2 separate regions of the Mus musculus genome follow, and region 1 is linked to region 2. The links are chromatin contacts, called in public HiChIP or PLAC-seq maps. All regions are on one chromosome and are shown on one strand. The core of a region is the stretch at or near the end of the contact, and the rest is flanking DNA. Distances in the headings are between cores, read along the strand shown. Region 1 holds the start of Bub1b (BUB1B, mitotic checkpoint serine/threonine kinase). Region 2 has its middle 8.9 kb from the start of Gm32684.

Evidence for each region. HiChIP or PLAC-seq counts read pairs in DNA pulled down with a chosen protein or histone mark.
Region 1: a contact with region 2 is called in an H3K4me3 HiChIP or PLAC-seq map of bone marrow-derived macrophages, with 4 times the contacts expected there. The contact joins the promoter of Bub1b here to the enhancer-like site in region 2. A contact is called at or near these places in 19 of 39 promoter capture datasets (3T3-L1-derived adipocytes, the C10 cell line, the HPC-7 cell line and 12 more), 44 of 484 Hi-C or Micro-C datasets (the 63-12 cell line, B cells, the C2C12 cell line and 27 more), 22 of 115 datasets of contacts at active chromatin or transcription factors (the 230-238 cell line, DN3 thymocytes, the HPC-7 cell line and 15 more) and 4 of 9 other capture datasets (adipose tissue, bone marrow-derived macrophages, liver and 1 more).

The regions. Positions count from the first base shown.
Region 1 is chr2:118,595,269-118,600,793 of GRCm38.p6, forward strand. Bub1b (BUB1B, mitotic checkpoint serine/threonine kinase) reads left to right here and starts at 2,943. Exons shown (of 23, transcript NM_009773.3): 1 at 2,943-3,193; 2 at 4,870-5,016. The coding sequence starts at 3,180.
Region 2 is chr2:118,505,265-118,510,245 of GRCm38.p6, forward strand. No RefSeq gene overlaps it. Among named protein-coding and RNA genes, the nearest start is that of Gm32684, 8.9 kb to the left of the region's middle. Within about 2 kb of position 2,102, at least 12 of the 459 cell types and tissues checked have an H3K27ac peak or open chromatin away from gene starts, as enhancers often do. A contact at or near this core is called in bone marrow-derived macrophages, where this site is marked.

The DNA of each region.
Region 1 (5,525 bases), core at 1,693-4,192, 91 kb after region 2:
GAAAGGAAGGAAGGAAGAGAGAGAGAAAGAAAGAAAGAAAGAAAGAAAGAAAGAAAGAAAGAAAGAAAGGAAGAGAGAAAGGAAGAGAGAAAGAAAGAAAGAAGCAAGAAGCATCTTTGATTGAAAGTGACATCTAATTGAGTGGCAGACAAAGTGACGAATCAGAGGAAGATTTGGCAGAATAGAATATGCCCAACTCTCATGAAGAGAGGAAAGGGAAGCCACTTAAGAGAGAGTAGCACCGAGAGGAAGGAGGAAAGAAGGAGGGAGTTTACCACGACAGTTATAGGGAGTCAGGTTGCAGAAAGAGAACAAGCCGGAGAATGGGAAGGAGCCAGAACATTAGTATACATTACTACAGGCAGTATGAAGCCAAGCAGAGCAATTCAGGAAGAGACCAAGAGAGAAGCAAAATTGAATCAGTCAGCTTGGAGAAGAGTTTTAAGCCAGAACAGTTGAGTTGACCAGCCAGCCAGAGTTTAGGAAGAGCTAGAAAAGATGAACTTATTCATCATTAATTGTCAGAGCTTGAAAACTTTCTAGGCCTAGATTAGAGTATATGGAGGTTAAAGCTTCCAGGATCGGGCCTAGTAGTAAGACTAGCAGACGGAAGCAGTAAGCCTCGGAGACAATTACTCCAGGCAAATAAAAGATACGATTACATTGAGGGGTAAAAGTTTATGCTGAATTCTCCAGGTGGGCCCCATCTGAGGTAATGAGCCTTTAATTTCCTGACTATGATCAGAGAAAGGCAAGTAATGCTGGAAGCCTGGATGAAGAGATGCTAGATCCCGAGCTCTGAGGATAAAAAGGGAAGCATGAGCCAGGGGTGACAGTGAAGCCTCTAGAAAACTGTCGAAGGAGAAACACACTCTCCCACAGCAGCTCTAGAAAACAAGGCAGAATTCCCCAAGCCTCAGTCAACCCAGAGAACCCGTGCCAAACTTCTCATCCATAGACCAGAACACAATGAGTTTGCATCATTTTAAGCTATTGAGTTGTGACATTTCCTACTTGTGCATCAGGAATACTGATGCACACCCTTAAAGATTCAAGGTGCAATCTGATAGATGAAGAAGTCCTGAGGGGAGCTGTTCCACATAACCCAGCATTTCAGAAACAACCAAACACTAAATCTCTAGTCTCCTATAACACGTATTGGTAACTTAAAACCCTGTCAGGAGCATCTCATCACTATTTAGCCCTGTTTTCTATATGATGGTTAGGAGAAAGTGGAGTATAATCTGGCACTTTTTGATGGGGCAGCATAGAGGTCCAAGAGTAGGGAGCTGGGTGAGGAAACTCACTGGATAATGGTGGAAATAGAGAGGTGGGAATCTACCACAGACACACACCTCAGTTGCTTCAGAACTTGATTTGTTCTGATGGGTAGATTGTGCCAACTCGTCCTTTCCCTCAGGTTCACTGTCTTCTGTAGAGAAATTCCCATGGCTCCCCTCTCTACTCCAGAGCCTAGTTGGAAGTTATATGCTCAAATGACTAATTTATCTGTTTCTGGTCTGGGTATCGACGCCCTGACATTCCTTGTTTGTTTGTATACCCCCGCCCCAACAAACGGAGAAAAATTTGACAGAATGGGCTATGTACACCTCTAAGGAGACGAGAGAGGGAGGGAAGATTGAGTCTTAAGGGAGAGGCAGTGCAGTAAGGAAGAGAGTGTAGTACAGGATACAGCAGTCCTGGAGAGCAGTGCAGTATTGTTGCGAGGGAGAGTAGAGCAGCACGGGAGGGAGAGGGAGGCAGGTTGAAAAGAGAACAAGCTGGACACAGGTAAAGACAGAATGAGCAAGAGATTGAGAAAGAGCCAGAAGATTAGGAAATAGAAAAGACTGCTAGAGTGAGTTTGAGGCCAAGCAGAGCAATTCAGGGGCTGGGAGAGAAGCCAGATTGAGTCAGTCAGCTGGGAGAGGAGTTTGAGCCAGAACAGCTGAGTTGAACCAGCCAGGTAGACTTCAGAAAGAACAAGAAAGGGTGAGCTTATTCAACAAAATTGAGAGGCTGACCTAGATTAGATCTTATGGAGGCTAGAATTTTCTAGGAGTGGATCTAGGTCAGCAGATGGAGGCAGTAAGCCCCTCAGACAACAATCACAACAGGAGAATAAAAGTTATTTTTATAGCCTGATCTACAGAGCGAGTTCCAGGATAGCCAAGGCTACACAGAGAACCCTTGTTTTGAAAAACAAAAACAAACAAAAAACAAAAGCAAACTTTTTATTGTGAAGTAAAGTTGCCCTGGATGGTCTTGAAGTCTTGGTCCTCACATCTCAGTCTCCAGAGTAGCTGAACTATAGGCCTGCATTACCAAGCCTTTAGCTCCAGTGAGACAGGCAAAGCGCTTACCCTGTTTGTATTCTGTGTTAGATCGTAGTTTACAGGACATCTGGTAGGCTGCATGAGAGAACAAATGGTACACTTCCAAGAGAATTTAAAGGAAGTTGGTCAAAGTTGAGAAGTTGTAGAGGTCAAAGGGCTTGCTGGGGAAAGGAAGTGCAGTGCTAAACCAGGTCTTGTGTAAAAGAGAAAAACGAGAACACAGTCTTTCCACAGGAAACAGCTGGGTGAGAGTGGCCTAAGGATCCCTGGACAGGTGTTAAGACCTGGGGCTCAGACAAGACCTAGGCGTAGCACAGTTAATTGTTCGGAGCAACCCAGAAGAGTAATGTACTCAAAGACACGTTATGAAACTGAAACCATCAAAGAACCTCTTGTTAATAAAGTGTCTCTCCCTGGGTTCGAAGGCTTGTCTTAGAAAGGAAACACAGAGCAAACTCGAAGTGCCTGAGCACGCTGCAGTGCTAGGACAACCATTGGTCCTTGCACCTCAAACCTGAAACTACAACTCCCATTGTGCATTGCGCAGCGCGTGCTTAAACCCGGGATACACTACAATCCCCAGAATGCTTTGGGAGGAGCGGGAGCGGGGAGCGGCGAGGCTACGTCTGCGTCAAGAGACGTTAAATTTGAAACTTGGCGGCCCGTGCGTGATGGGGGCGTGAGGAGGCTATTCTGAGAAGGAATCGGGTGCGTGGTTTTGTTTAGGAGCACGGGGTGACGATCTTCGCAGCTCCAGAGCCAGCTGAAGGTTGAGGGAGACTCAGTTAGCACTCGGAGGATAAAGGTCTGCGGAAGGGCGAGAGCAAGTATTGGGAATGCAGGATGGCGGAGGCGAGGTAAGGACCGGACGCAAATTGCTGCCGCTGGGTGCTCGGCTGGCGAGGGGAGGATCGAGGAGGTCGGCCAAGAGCAGGTCTCCCCAAACCCCCTTCCCAACGGCGTGGAGCCCTGCATCCAGCCAGGGGGCAAGACTGGGAGAGTTTGGAATTTGCCATATGATCTGGTTCTGAAACTCACCTCAGCCGTTTTTATTTGACCTTGAACATGTTTACGGAGGGGTGGGGGCACGCAGATATTAATGCTGCTTTATGGAGTTCTGGGAGGATTCAAGATGTTTGTAAAGTACCTGCTTTCAACTAATAAGTGTTCTCACTTTGCTAGCAGCTTAGGGATCTGAAGAGCAGAGCACTTGCAGCTTTTCCTCATCATAAAATATAGAGGGTTTTTCTAGGTTAGAATTTAAGATGCATTTCAATTATGGAACTTATAATAACTGGGTAATTGCTGTCATAAGCTGTCATTCATGGAAGAGAATTTATCGACTACCATTTTGAGCACTGAAGGCGAACAGTAAAAGACACAAAATCCCAACCTTTGTGAAGCTTAAGTTCTGGGGAGGAATGAATCGGGGTGTGTGTCGCGGATGGGCAATAAGACATGTTTAACATCAGATAGAATCAGTATTAACAAGTGTAAAGCAAGAGAAGACGGCATTGGAGGTAGAACTAGTGTGGTTTCAGAAGGGTTTGGACATGTAACTCAGGAAGGGCACTTGTTCAAGGTACATAAGGCCTTAGTTCATTACCCAGCAATGAGGCTTGGGGGTGGGGGAGTCGGGGCAGAGGGAGATTTGAACAGAGGCCTCCCTGATGAGATGGCACTTGGGTCTGAACTAGAAGGAACTAGTCACGGACAGGTGAGATGGCTCTGTGGATAGAGATAATTGCTAACCAAGACTGAGGACCTGTTTGGTCACCCCTCCCCCACCCCCGAAACCCCATGGTGGAAGGAGAGAAACAACTCTAAGGTTGTGGCCTGACTTACACACACACACACACACACACACACACACACACACGGCGGGGGGGGGGGGTGAGAATAAATACATTTTTGTTTTGTTTTGTTTTTTGTTTTTTTCGAGACAGGGTTTCCCCTTATAGCCCCGGCTGTCCTGGAACTCACTATGTAGACCAGGCTAACCTCGAACTCAGAAATCCGCCTGCCTCTGCCTCCTGAGTGCTGGGATTAAAGGCGTGTGCTACCATCACCCGGCTTGTTTTGTTTAGTTATGTTTTGTTTTATAAATACATTTTTTTTTTAAAAAAGAGCTAATCATGTACGTATTTAGAAACAGGAGTGGATGCTGCTACTGGTGTCTCATTGTCAGTGGGAACCCATGTCAGACATAAAGCTGCTAGTTTTCTGTTTTTTGTTTTTTTCTAAATTTAAGTTAACTTCGCTAAACTTAAGATGCTTTTAAAAATTATTTTTCCTAGCTTTAACTTTATTTGTACAATACTGTCACCAACACCCTTGCCATGTTCTCTCTTGTGTTGAGCATTTACTTGTAGAGCGTGGGATAGGCTCTGAAGCTGAAGAGAATGATGATGCTCCTGGCGAACCAGCTGCGTCCAACCCCAAAGAGCCAGAAATCCCCTCTCTGAAGATGTCATCACAGTACTGTGCTGTAACACTGTTGGCGTGGGCTTCATTTCTGTTTCCTTCTTCCCAGTGAAGCCATGTGCCTGGAGGGAGCAGAGTGGGAGCTGAGTAAAGAAAACATACAGCCCTTACGGCACGGGCGGGTCATGTCCACACTTCAGGGAGCTTTGGCAAAGCAAGAGTCAGCCGGCCACACTGCTCTGCAGCAGCAGAAACGGTATGTAGTGGAATGCTTTGTGTTCAGCTTGTAAGTCCCTGGTGTGATAGGCAGCATGGGGGTGAAGCTGCCGAAGGCCTACAGGCAGTGGCTCTCAACCTTCCTAACGCTGTGACCCTTTAATACAGTTCCTCATGTTGTGGTGACAACCCTTCCCCCCCAACCATAGCATACTTTGCTGCTTCATAACTGTAATTTTGCTACTGTTACGTATCTGTTGTATAAGAGATCTGATATGCAACCCTGTGTGAAGGTCCTTTGACTCCCAAAGCAGTTGCAGCCCACAGGCTGAGAACCACTGCCCTAAGGAATACTCTTCAGTGAGAGTATGGAAATCTGTTCTTCCGGTTTTCTGATTGCAAGCTTTCAATAGCATGAGATAGTATTTATTTCAGGCTAAAATGTAAAGTGTAACCATACTCATTGAATTAGATCTTTGAGAACCGTGCTTTTATGGTTTTGTTGTAGATGGTAGCATTCTGTTTTTGTTTTTGTGAGACTGGCTCTTT
Region 2 (4,981 bases), core at 852-3,351:
CACCCTGCATCTGTTTTTCCAAAGGAGAAGAAGGGAGTTCCTTGTAAGAGTGAGAACCAAGGGAAGGTACCCCAGAGTGGAGAAGACTTAGCCAGGTAATCCAGTGGGGAAGTGGGGCAGGTAAGTTAGCAGAGAAGCACGGTAGGGTTATGGGCAAGCCAATGCCTCCTTGAGGGCTGTGATTAGAAATGTGAGTGTGGTCAGGCAGCATTGCTACAGATGTTCCCCAGTGACACTGCTCAGTGCAGGTGTGGTATAGGCAGGGCAGCAGGTGGAGGCTGTATCAGCAGCCAGGCTTGGCAGCAGAGAGCTTGGACAATGGCTAGAGACTGTCATGGAAGGCGGACTCAAGCTAGAGGAGGTCAAAGGGGGCTGATGAATGGTGAAAAGAGAAGCTCAATGGTGCAAGGGGACAAAGGACAGAGAGGAGGTGAGCGTATAAATGAGCTGAAAATACAAGGAGTAGGGCTCCTCAGAATGGGGTGTGACAGATGCTGGAGAACTGGAGTCAGGGTTTGAGGAAGGTCTATGCCCACAATCTCCAAAATGGCTTACCTGCTGCTACCCTCTCATTTGTCATGTTCTCTTTCACAGAATCTCTGCCTGACAGATTATACAGGACTTACTTCTTTGTTAACCAGCCTTGCTCTTGTCATTATGTAAGCTCCTGCTGGCTAGGACATTTTGTGTCTCTCTGATTTACTCCTTAAGCCTCAACCTGAAGAAGTGAGTGTGATGTACAGGAAAGGCTCAATGATATGTGCTGTATAAATAAATGAATGAATGGCTGGATGAATGAATGAATGAATGAATGAATGAATGAATGAATGGTAAGGTCTTGAGAATGACGAGTCAGTGGTTGCAGACAGGAAGACAATGAACCAAAATCTGAATGAGTACTAAAATCTGAATGAGTGGAAGTTTGGTAGAGTATACTAACACTAGAAGGGATAGTGGCTGGCTTAAGACAATCTCTAAGGAAATGCAAGACTAAGATGTAGCTCAGTGGTAGAGCACTTGCCTAGCATACAAAAGGCCTAGTTTCTACCAACAGCACCACCACCACCACCACGACCACCACTAAATAAGTAAATAGAGAGAAAAGGCAAAAGATGGACTTAAACATGGGGTGATGCTGGTTATGGTAGCATACCCCTTTAATCCCAGCACTGTTACAAGTTCAAGGTCAGCCTGCTCTAGGTGGTGAGTTCTAGGCCATTTCTAGGCCATCCAGGGCTAGATAATGAGACATTTCTGGAAAGAAAGAAAGAAAGAAAGAAAGAAAGAAAGAAAGAAAGAAAGAAAGAAAGAAAGAAAGAGGGAGGGAGGGAGGGAGGGAGGGAGGGAGGGAGGGAGGGAGGGAGGGAGGGAGGAAGAAGAGAGAGAGGGAGGAGGGAGAGAGAGAGAGAATAAGAGGCTAGAGAGATGGTTCATAAGTCAAGAACACTGATAGCTCTTCCATAGGATCTAAATTTCATTCCCTGGACCCCACACACACATGCATGCACGCGCGCGCGCGCGCGCACACACACACACACACACACACACACACACACACGAAGGATGAAAGGATTGAGACCTGTGGCACCTCAGCCTGGGGTAGTGGGGTAGGTAAGGAGAAGCAAGCGAAGCACTTTCCAGTTCTCTGCTCTCATCAAAATAGGAGCGACTGATCAAACCATCAGTGATTCTTTGATAATACTATATAGCCTGGAAGAAGTGCAAAGAATTGAATGACATCCCTGTAGTGAGACACACTGGTCTCCAACTCTGACACTGTCCCTCAAACCAAAGCAGGAGCCAGGCCTGGCAGTGCACACCTGTGACTTCAGCATTCAGTATGGCAGGAGGACCCCAAGTTTATGGTCAGTCTAAACAACATAATGAGGCCTTATAAAGGGGGTTGTCTGTAATCCACAAAGAGAATGAAAACCGATGTTGAAACATATCGGTCAGTCAAGCGATAAGCCATTATCATCATCATCCTATAACATTCACCAATTAGGAACAAAAAATGCACAATCAGTTCATTAAGGGATCCTGTTCTGGGCAGGAGAGACTGACTCATCAGGGGAAGTTGCTTCCTGCCAAGCCTGACAGCCAGAGCTCTGTCCCCAGCAGCCATGTAGTAGGAGAGTAGTGACGTCAGTGTAGTAGAGAGTGAGACTTGGACCCACACAAATCCAAGTGCGCTGTGGTGCACATACGAATCACACGAATATACACAAAAAATAATTTTTAAAAAGGAAATGATACATTGCTAATAAAAATTTACTTTTTACATTTAATATTTATCAAATTTCATAATCAATGCTGTTCTGATCAATTAAATAGTAACTATTACAATAGCTAAAATCATAAGAACATTCAGAGCTTTATAAAAAGTATTAAAGTGCTCAGGAGGTGGTGAAGCACACCTTTAATTCCAGCACGTGGGAGCAGAGGCAGGCAGATCTCTGTGAGTTCAAGGCCAGCCTGGTCTACAGAGAGAATTCCAGGACAACCAGGGCTACACAGAGAAACCCTGATGCCAAAAACCAGAAAAGAAAAGTGTTAAAGTTTTAGTCTGCCCATGGAAGATGCAGGCAAGAGAATCAGGAGTTCAAGTCCCTCCTGGGGTGGGGGTGGGGGCAGTAATGAATCCAACATCACTGCGCTTGCAGAAGACTTAAGTTTAGTTCCTGCCACACACCTGGCAGCTTATAACTGCCTGTAATTCTAACTGTAGAGGATCAGATGCCCTCTTTTGGATTCTAAGGGCACCTGTATTCACATGTGTACATTCCTGCAGACACACACACACACACCCCACACCCTCCACATACGCACACAGTTAAAAATAAAATAAAACTTTCATTATTTTTATTAAACCAAAGAAACAAAACACCCACAAATGATCATGTACACCTTTAATCTTAGCACTCAGGAGACAGAGGCAGGCAGATCTCTGAATTCAAGGCCAGCATGGTCTACAGAGCTGTTGGGTTCAAGGTGGAAGCCAAGAAAATTCGCTTTAGATTTGGAAGCTTCAAGTGAAAGCTTTATTTTCTGAGTGTTCAGGGAAGCAGCCAGCTTGGGATCGGCACCTTGTCCTCAAAGGGAGACTGTACAACATTTTTATAGGATGGGAACACAAAATGAGGAGGAGCAGCAGTGTGGGCTGTTGCGTTGACCAATCATATTTTGACATCAGGGGATAAACAAAGAAGTTAGCATTTGTCTCTGAGCTTCTCTGAGTCTCCTGGTTTCAGGGTCCTGGATTCTGCTTTTGCAGTCAGGTCCCCTTCTGAACTCTGGTCTTGAATTTAGAATGATAAGGGAACAAAGAAGTGGGCAAGCTGCATGTAGTCAATTAAGTCAAGACTAGCAGGACAGTTCTAACTTGTGTGCCTTAGTTTAGATAACGGGACAACAGCATCTTCTTCTTTATATCCTTTACTGATTAACAGACAAACATGAAGCATCTGAAGAAGCAGGATAGGAGTTGAATTCCAGGGCCCGGGAACATGAACTCAGTTTTGATCCTGCCAGCAAGGTGGAACTCATTCCTGCGATGGCTGGACTCAGGAAACTGTCTCTTAACAGAGCAACTTCCAGGGTGTCCAGGGCTACACAGAGAAACCCTGTCCTTAATTAATTAGTTAATTAATTTAAAAATTAGTTGGGAGTTTGAAGCAGGAAGATCTTCAGTTTGAGGCCAGCCTGTACTACACAGCAAGATCTTGTCTCCAGCAGACAAATAAATAAAAACATTAGTTTGTTCCACTATGGTTTTTAAATGGACATTGAATGGTGTGTGTTACATATCAAAGCAGACACTGGCTGCCAGGTTCTCAGCATTGCAAACATCTGTTACAGAGTCCTGGCTCCTCGCCGCACTTCTCACCCTAAACCTCTCCAGCCCCTGGGCTTTGCTTCCTTTCTCCCAGTTTTTCTTTTCCTATAAAATTCAGCCATTTTGACAATGCCCTCTCTTGGCTTCTTGGTTCCCCTCTTGGTCCCCGTCCCCCATGGCCCGGTCTATTCTGTGGGCCATGTTCAGTCTGAACTCTTCCCCCCCCCCCCACTTCCCCCGAGACAGGGTTTCTCTGTGTTCCCCTGGCTGTCCTGGAACTCACTCTGTAGACCAGTCTGGCCTACGAACTCAGAAATCTGCGTGCCTCTGCCTCCCAAGTGCTGGGATTAAAGGCATGCGCCACCCGAGTCTGGCTCAGTCTGGACTCTTACAGATGCTCTGGCTGTTCTCGCCATCATGTCTACAATAAAAACTTTCTCCTCGATTTTATGTAGGAGAGTGGTCATATCCTCATTTTTATTCAGTGTGAAACTACTGGGGGGAAAGAATGCTTCAATGTTTAGCCAGCACTGGCTAGTTTAAAAGAAATCCACGAGTTCAAACCTGTAATGCCAGCACTTGCGGCAGGAAGACGGCCACAAGTGAGTTGAAGGCTAGCCTGGGCTATATAGTGAGTTCCAGGTTAGCCCCAGCTAGGGAGTGAGACTCTGTCTCAAACAAAACAAACAAATGAATGAGAAATCAAGCCAGGTGGACAGCTCAGAAGGCGAAGGGTGTCTGTTGCCAAAGCTAACAAGCTGAATTTGATCCCTGGGACCCACAGGATAAAAGGAGAGAATCAAAGCCAGCAAGTTGTCCTCTAACCTGCCAGGACATAAACCACTCACATCGTACAAATAAGTAAACAGATGTAATGAAAAATTGAACCAAAAAAAAGAAAGAAAAAAGAAAGATGTTAAATTTTAGTTGTAAAGTGTCACTAATAATTTTCCTCTAAAACTTCCTGACTATTCTGTATAATAAAGGCATGTGTTCCTTAAAACGCTGCAAAGGATGACCTTGGTAACTAAACTTGGGATAAAAAGATTTAAGCGCCAACTTAAAAAGCTAAAAAGGGTACTTGAGGGAAAAATAAAAAACTTCAAGGGGCCATGAGGGTGAGTGGGGTGTATGGGTTGTGGATAG